Regions from separate parts of the Rattus norvegicus genome. Here region 1 is linked to region 2. The links are chromatin contacts, called in public HiChIP or PLAC-seq maps. All regions are on one chromosome and are shown on one strand. The core of a region is the stretch at or near the end of the contact, and the rest is flanking DNA. Distances in the headings are between cores, read along the strand shown. Region 1 overlaps Mir9-2hg (Mir9-2 host gene). Region 2 overlaps Mir9-2hg (Mir9-2 host gene).

The links. HiChIP or PLAC-seq counts read pairs in DNA pulled down with a chosen protein or histone mark.
Region 1: a contact with region 2 is called in an H3K27ac HiChIP or PLAC-seq map of oligodendrocytes, with 4 times the contacts expected there. The contact joins two enhancer-like sites. A contact is called at or near these places in 1 of 12 Hi-C or Micro-C datasets (frontal cortex) and 1 of 1 datasets of contacts at active chromatin or transcription factors (oligodendrocytes).

The regions. Positions count from the first base shown.
Region 1 is chr2:16,056,787-16,060,877 of GRCr8, reverse strand. The region is part of intron 3 of Mir9-2hg (Mir9-2 host gene); the gene reads right to left. Among named protein-coding and RNA genes, the nearest start is that of Mir3597-2, 130 kb to the right of the region's middle. Within about 2 kb of position 1,662, at least 8 of the 93 cell types and tissues checked have an H3K27ac peak or open chromatin away from gene starts, as enhancers often do.
Region 2 is chr2:15,927,959-15,932,052 of GRCr8, reverse strand. It overlaps Mir9-2hg (Mir9-2 host gene), which reads right to left. Exons shown (of 4, transcript XM_039103406.2): 3 at 2,876-2,925. Among named protein-coding and RNA genes, the nearest start is that of Mir9-2, 3.3 kb to the left of the region's middle. Within about 2 kb of position 2,707, at least 12 of the 93 cell types and tissues checked have an H3K27ac peak or open chromatin away from gene starts, as enhancers often do.

The DNA of each region.
Region 1 (4,091 bases), core at 413-2,912, 130 kb before region 2:
TGGACTAAGAAATTTATAATACCTGTATTTCATGTGCATATACCATGGACCAAATCACATCATGCTAATATAATGACCCCAAATAGCAAAATTGCAGTAGGACTCGATACATGGCATTAATTTTATGCTATCATCATATACCAACAGAACAGAAGGTATCATTTCTGTAATACAAAAATATTGTTTTCTCTTTTGTCATAATATGACAAAATATGAGCTGTGACATCCTATTATAGACCAACCTGAGCTTTCTTTATGGAGCAAAAGCTACAAACCTTTTGTCACTATCATAATGTAAGAGTAGGTGTGAATTCCCTTGGATTGATAGGGTGTATGTGAAATGACTTCTATTGCAGCTATTCCTGTAGTGTATTTTAAGTACTTTTCTTATAAAATAAACTCATTTAGCAGCACGTTTGCATTTGTTTAGTTGAATATGACTACAGGAAGTACAACCGTGACTTAACTTCCTGTAAAATTCCCAGCTCTCCATATTTCTACTTTTTTCTACAGGTCAAGCAAAGGTTCACGTACATACAAGGTGTACCATTGAGCTTGCATCTAAGGCATGAATTTGTAAAAATCAAGTATTTCACTTCTAATACAGCCATGTCCATCCTTCTCTCAGATCCCTTGACAAATAACCTGCTTCCCTTCAACACTTTCGCAAGTTCAAGAACCACAGATGTGTCTTTCCTGAGGAGACCCTATGTACAATGTGTGGGAGTGTGGCGTAGAAAGTACATTATTCCATTAAGTCTAAGTGTTCCCTTCAGGACAGTATCATTTAAAATGCACCTAACACAGTAAGGAGTTGACAGCATAAACAAACACAGGTTTTGCATTGCAGATGTACACAATACACTTTTGTGCAGTTGACTGACTGCTTACAACAATAAAAGAAATAATTGTAGCATTCCGCTGTCAAACTTTCCAGATACTTTATAGAGAACTTCAAAAATATGATTCCTTTTTCTCAAATACAACTAATTTGAAAAGTAATGTAGTGCCACAAAACATGAATGTTTCACGCCATTGAGGGGGCTGTTATCTCTTAACAATGGACAGAATTTCACAGTCCAGTCTTTCAAAGAAATGTATTGGTACCACATACGCATGCAAGGGTATGCCTTACACGGCAGTGAGTCCAATATTATTAATATACAAATTTCAAAAGTATTTATTTACCAGTTTTGACAGTTGTCATGGACATGACTGTTTCATATGGCATTTTTGACAAAACAATTTGCTAACTGATAGTTGCAAGAGTACTGAAAGATTCCCTCCCCGCCCTACCCTTTTACAACACAAAAATGCATCCTTAATGTAACTTCTCTGCTGAAGAGAAGACAGAGCTCTATAAGACAACCTTCCCAGTGCAGTTTCGATACAAGGCAATGAATGCAAGTGTTAACAAGGCCTAGTCTTCCCTTTTGTATTTGTTTCTTCATTAAGCTCTAACTAGGCTCTGGCTCTTGTGCCCTGAAGATTTGATGTGAAGAAGGTATGACAAGCTTGGCTTCTCCTCATGCAGCTGGCACTCCTGATGCCAAAAGCCAGAGCCTGTGGTAGTGGGACGAGGGGAGTTGTTCCCAGCACAGTTTGCCTGTCAGTTTCCCATCCGCCTCGCGGTGCAGCACCCCCTCCTCAAGTTCCCCTAATGAGAAGTGGACGACAATACCAGTATTGTTGTTTCGACTGGCAATCTTGTGGAAAGAACAGTCGCTGTTTACCCAAGCATTTGTATTACCCAAACTCTGTCGACAATTACTTCTAGAGTCCCCGATTAACTCTGCTCTTTGCCTCAGCACAAAATGTCTATTGAAATAGACACCAAACAACTTTTCTGTCTCTCAGAGCATTTTAACACGTTCCTGGATATGACTCAGAGTTACCAGAAGCAAAGAAACATAGCTAGGTGTTTTGCACTCGGGATATCAAGAGCTTGTCTATCATATAAGAAACTCACATATTTAAGTGAGCTTGAAAGTCACCCTCATCCCATCGGCCCCACCCCCATCCCGCAAAGAAAAGTTATAAAGCACACCCCTTCTTCAGTTGGTACAGCCTTATACCTAGGAGCGTACGGCAAATACAAGTATATTTCAAGTAAGAATGACATTTCTGGTCAGTTTATCCCTGTTAATGTCATATGGAAAAATATGTAACAGAAAAAATGTCTACTTATTTAACTACCATGCAATTCCATGATATGCTTTTGTTTACTAAGCCTTCACAAAATGGTACTATTGCTATGCCTATTTCCATGATACTGGTAATAATTTTAATCTGTCACATCATTCTTACCCCATTCATGTCCCACCCCACATGCATTCGGCTGTTAGCAGTATGCAAAACACCATCATGAATATGCGTAATTATGGAGATTCATGGTAATTTTTCAGGGTTATCTGATGTGACGTTTATAGGACAGCAGCATACATCAATTTAAACGGGAGTGACAAATATCTTATCCTTTATATTTCTATAGTATTTTTAATATTTCTTCAACCCCTCTCCAGGGAGTAGTATGAAATGGTAAGGACTTGAATAATAAAAATGTTAAACAATCAAACTCTTTGCTAGGTGTTTTTTAAAGTAAGTTTTACAATGATTATCTACCTGTTGAAGTTTATAAAGTATACTGTATGGATTTTTTTATTCAGCAATATTTACACCATGTGTATTATACATTTCAAACCAACGAAAGCATGTGGTTTTGCATATAACATTTTAAGATGAGAACAAAATTGCTTAATTACTTTTAAACTATGGTTGCTTGCCTGACAGAACTATTTGGCAAACGTGGTCTACCAACTTTATTAAGCATAGAAACTTGAAACACTGATCTCTTTGGAGCATATTTGAATTTTGTTCTAAGTCAGCTGCACCTGTTAGAGATTTAAACATTATCTTTGTCTTGGTGACTAATTATGACTCGCGTGACAATCTCATATTTACGATTATCAAGTAGGACTCCTTTTTCTTGTTCAGACTGTTTGTCATGAATGCTGTATGGTACTAATTACATTGAAGATATAGAGACTCCCACAATGTGATTGAGAGGCATCTTAAGTTCAAAGTGAGTGAATGTGAATTATATCAAGAATTTTAAATAGTGGGGCAATCATTACCCATTCCTCGTGCCATCACCAAAAAGAGCAAAATAACTGTTCATTCACGTCATTATATCAGCCATATTTTTAATTGTGTTAAAAATAAAGTCACTAAAAGTTGACTTGATTGAAAATCACACTCCTCATTCCAATCAAACAGAGTCAGAATTCTTTTTTTCTCAGGCATGCACTTTCATGATTTCAGATTGAGGATCAAAACTTTAAACAATTAAATATTGTTCTGTACTATTTTAATAAAACAACAGCAGAATATCCTCTAAAGAATCAGCTGAACCTACTGTTTGAGTGCATTGCTAGTAAAAATGGCTAGTGGATACTGGAGCATTGATCCAGAGTTGGCTAGAGGAACCTACTTTGTATGACAAATGTATAATTGTTTGTTAAATCACTAAATATCACTCCTTGTTGCTTTAGAAATAATTCTTTATCAAAATACATTAAACTTTTGCTCCTTGTTAAGGTCCAAGTTTGATTAATAAACAAATTTTGTGGTACATCAAACCCAAAAGGTGGCAATATTGTTAATCAATGCACCTTGGTACTTGTATGATTTCTAAAGTGACACTTTTAGCAGACACAATATCTGCCTATATACAGATATAGTGCGAACTGAAGAATTGATGCAATCATACAATAATTCAAGGGTAACATACATGTGCCTCAACCATGTGTGGCAAGGAAAAGTGAAGGGTTTAGATTTTCTTCACTTTTTACGTGTAGATATAGTTTACAATAATATTTATGTCAACATTTGAAACTTATATACACTGAAGTATTTCTCCACAGAAGATGACCAAAACCCTCTCACAGCAATAATTTATACTCTTCGGTTGTACTCATTTTTTAGTTGAGCTAGATTGTGTGTGTGTGTGTGTGTGTGTGTGTGTGTGTGTGTGTGTGAGTGTGTCTGCGCACCTGCATGCACAAGCATGTATGCATACAAATTAAATTGAG
Region 2 (4,094 bases), core at 1,458-3,957:
TTTTTAATGGCTTCACAGCTCAGCCATGCTTTGTATCTGTGTACCGTGGCGATGGGGCAGCGTATTTTGTTCTGTAAGTTCAGACTGCACGATCTAAGCAGTGAAGCTTCCCTTTTTATAATGATTTGCATATATAGGGTGTGTGGGTGTGCATGCAGCACAGGTAAACATCGCAGCAATAGTTTCAATGTACACAACTCTGCTGTAATAAAATGCTCAGCCTTTGTCTACTGTTTTAAACATCACTTTCACACTGGACAATAATGCACTAGATTTGCTTATAAAATTACAACAAAAGTATTGTCTCCTGAACATGCAGATCCAACACCTGGATGGGAAGAGAGGGGAGCTACCACACCCCCTTACCCCACCTACTCATATTCTTCTATCTAGAAGCAGAAGGTTCATTAATGAATTAACTTCATTCATTGTCTTGGAAGTTTTTAAAGTGTGACTTTAAAATCACTTCAAAGAGTCCTTTTCTTTTGCATTCTTTATAATAGATAATCTGTCTAGCACATCTAACATCCAATATCTAAGATGCCAATGCCTTTCGACAACACATTTGTGGTAGTCTACATAAGAAGCTATTTTTAGTAGGCTTGCTTTTCTTTAAGTTGCATGCTAAAGGCGAATTAATAATTCTAAATGTGCATTGTATGTATCACGTACCACCAGTGCCTCACAATGCTCTCACTTCCACAATGTCTCTATTTTCCCCAGTGGCTAAAACACTTTTAGATTTCCATTTTTGGTAACATACATTTTTCTCAGTAATTCACTAATTTATTCATTTAAGATGTGAATAAGAACCTGCTTATTTAATCACATACAGAGCCCGAAAATATAAACCCTGTAAAGAAGAGACTGACAAATTATTTTTTTTAATGCTAGGTAAAATCTCCAATGAAGAGTTTAAACACAATATCACGCCATTAAGATATGGTTTACAGCTCAGCAACAGAAATGCCAATTTGTCCTTAGATTAATTTGTTTACTTTTATGATAAGCATTCTTTAGCTGGTTATTGAGAAAAGGCTAAGATGTGGAAAGAGCTCATCTATATTTCTTATCAAATTAGAAACAAGACTTCAGAAATAAAAAGCACACGGACACCACAATCCCATTCTAAAAGCGTGTTCATGTGAACCCTATGGTCACAACATAAACAAGTCCCTGAACGCATGCCACTTCTGACGCCATGTAAAAATCCTAATGAACTTTGCAGTGTGGGAGAGCACCGTGGCCTTGCTTTCCAAGAACTAGCAGCAGAGCAATTAATGATTTGGCTTGTATTACATAAAGCAAGCATGTGATCAGATAGTCAACTATGTAAGTCAAAGCCCAAGAAATCAGAAACAGTTTTAAAATATCTCTTTGCTTCATGTGTATCTAGGTGTGAGAGGGCAAGTTATACATACATATATATGTGTGTGTGTGTGTGTGTGTCTGTTTGTGTGTGTGTGTCTGTGTGTGTCTGTGTGTGTGTGTGTGTGTGTGTGTGTGTGTGTATGGTATTATCCTCATATTTCCTGAGTTTGAAAATTATCATGTCTCTATTCCCATATTTAACAATACAATGTGTTTTTAGAAACAGTATCTACAATGTGTTAGCACACTGCATATCTGATCGCTTCTCCCAGTAGAGTCTGTAGAAGATGCTGTAATAAACACCACATTCTTAGGGCAACACTAGTCATGCCAACTTACTACAAGACTGGTCTCCATGCTTGGTGTTCAGCATGGGACCTCCAATGAGTGAAATGAGCCAAGATCAGGATTATGGGAAGTCTGTTCATTAACCGTGTAGTCAATTAAATATTTTACTTCTTTATCAACCTCTCAGGCACACAGAAGAAAATTAAATATACTAAGATTTAATATCAAGTGCCTTCTTATTTATAATATTGCCAAGGTCTATGATGTGGTTTATCATATGTATTATAAATAAATACACCCCACAGTACATTACAATTACATATCTCCAAGGAGTCCTAGCAATGTCATGTGTGAAGAGCAGCTCTTAGCAACTATACTTTAAACTTAGATTTTTTTGCTTTTAAAAGATTATCTAGCTGAACTACAGAATATTCACTTGAAAATCATTGTAGTGAAGGATATACTGAATTCAAGCAGCCTGCCTGCTTATTCTCCAATAAATTCCCACTAGTAACTAGTAGATTAGAGTGTGGCTGTGGTGCTTGCTTTCAGGTCTTTTATGGGTCTCCAAATGGCTGAAACATGACTTGAAACATTCTGGTTTACTTGGGAACAAAACAACCTCTCCTGGTTTAAAGTAAAAAAAAAAATTATGGTTTTCCTCATATGTGGGTCAGAAGGATGCTATTTAATTAATTCATATACGCTTGGTTTATGAACAAGCCTTAGAACATCTCTGAATCCTATAGACATACATGCAGAATGCATAAAGGACTGGCCTAGCATCAATGCATTTAAAATATTTGCTTTGTAAGAATTACAAGTGTGCAAACTGTAGTTCTCTGTCAATGCTATTGTCTTTTTTTAAGCCATTTTATTTACACCAGTATCCATGGTCCAATGATGAACTCAACTGGCTTTCATTATAATAAAAGTATCTTAACGATTTCTTCTAAGTACGAGCTTCTTTCTTAAGGCTATCTCAGGCTTTATTTGTGTTCTGCTTTATGCACATACATATATGTGTATATCACATGCATACAAAGGTTCCTCCAGGAGAAATAACTGCACCCACTGAAACTTAGATGTTTCTGGAATTCTATCTGCTGCAGGAGGAGATGTGTGAGAGATTGCAGACCTGTCTTCCAGTGAACAATATTCTATTTTCATTTCATACATCAGTCAAATTTTATCAAATAAAAAAATTTTAAATTACCTTTGGTTGATTGAATAGCTTGTTCAGGATATGCTTCTTTGAAGTCTCATCTGAAAAATAGGCAATAAAACAAATAATCATAGTTTTTAGAAATATGTATATATCATTATATAGGGATATGACTTAATTTAAAAGATCACAATTACTTTTTTTTTAAATGCCAATAGATTATATAAAACACCAGCACTGTGTATCTTGGGCCTTAGCACCTACAGGGTTAAATATGCTAATTTGCATTTAAATGGAGACATGCATGATAATGGGGATGCAAAATATGCAGGATCTAGAGGGGTTTGGGAAATTAATTTTTCTTTCTCCTTTTATTTTTAGCTTGGAAAGAAGAGAGACTTAAGAAACATTAGGGATTTGAACCTTGTAACCTCCCATACAAAAGAGAAGGGAGAGCCCCACCATGCAAGGATTTTAAGTCTGGAACCACGTCTTGTTTTCTAAATGTTTAAGGGACTGGATTTCTTGGCCTTTCAAACAATGAGAATCCCACGATAAATGGCTAATCCATTAGAAAGATGCAAATAGTTTACTGTAAGGCCATAGCACAGTGAGATGTGCATTCATATCTATGGCTCCTGATTGGCTCTTTCCTTCAGTAAATCAATGAATAATGTACAACCTGATTGCTGTAAAGTAGTGGATTTTTAAACCCTTCCCCCACACCCCGCGATCCAATATTAGGAAGTCTTAGATACTCCCGAAAATAGGTTGAGTTTTTTTAAAATGATTCTTTGATGCTTACTATTATTTTGGACTGGAGGGGTGGAGCTGTTGTTTTGCAAAATGAAAGTACTACACCGGTTCAATTATGCTGACTACAGTGGCTTGTTCCTACCAGCGCCCTAGTTACTGGTGCCAAGGGAGAGGAAGGGTGGTGGGCAGGTGTGGGCGCCAAGAGAGAGGGAAAGCGATCTGACTCCATCCTTGTGGGCCCAAGACAGCCGCAGCTTTAGCCCCCACCCCCACCCCACGGCCGTGGCCATGACAGGGCCTGGGGTCTAACTTCTGATCAATTCTACTGAATTGCCCTGACCCCTCCAGACAGTGTTGTATTCAAGCACCGCCCGCACATTTGCAAGAGAAAAACGCTGCAGATCCTAAAGGAAAAAAAAAAAAAAGCTAGGTACTCCTTACTCAGGATTTTCTGCACATCACCGAGGTCTTTCCTTCAGTTGTTTTTGGGCTCTTAAGCAGAAAGCTGCGCTCC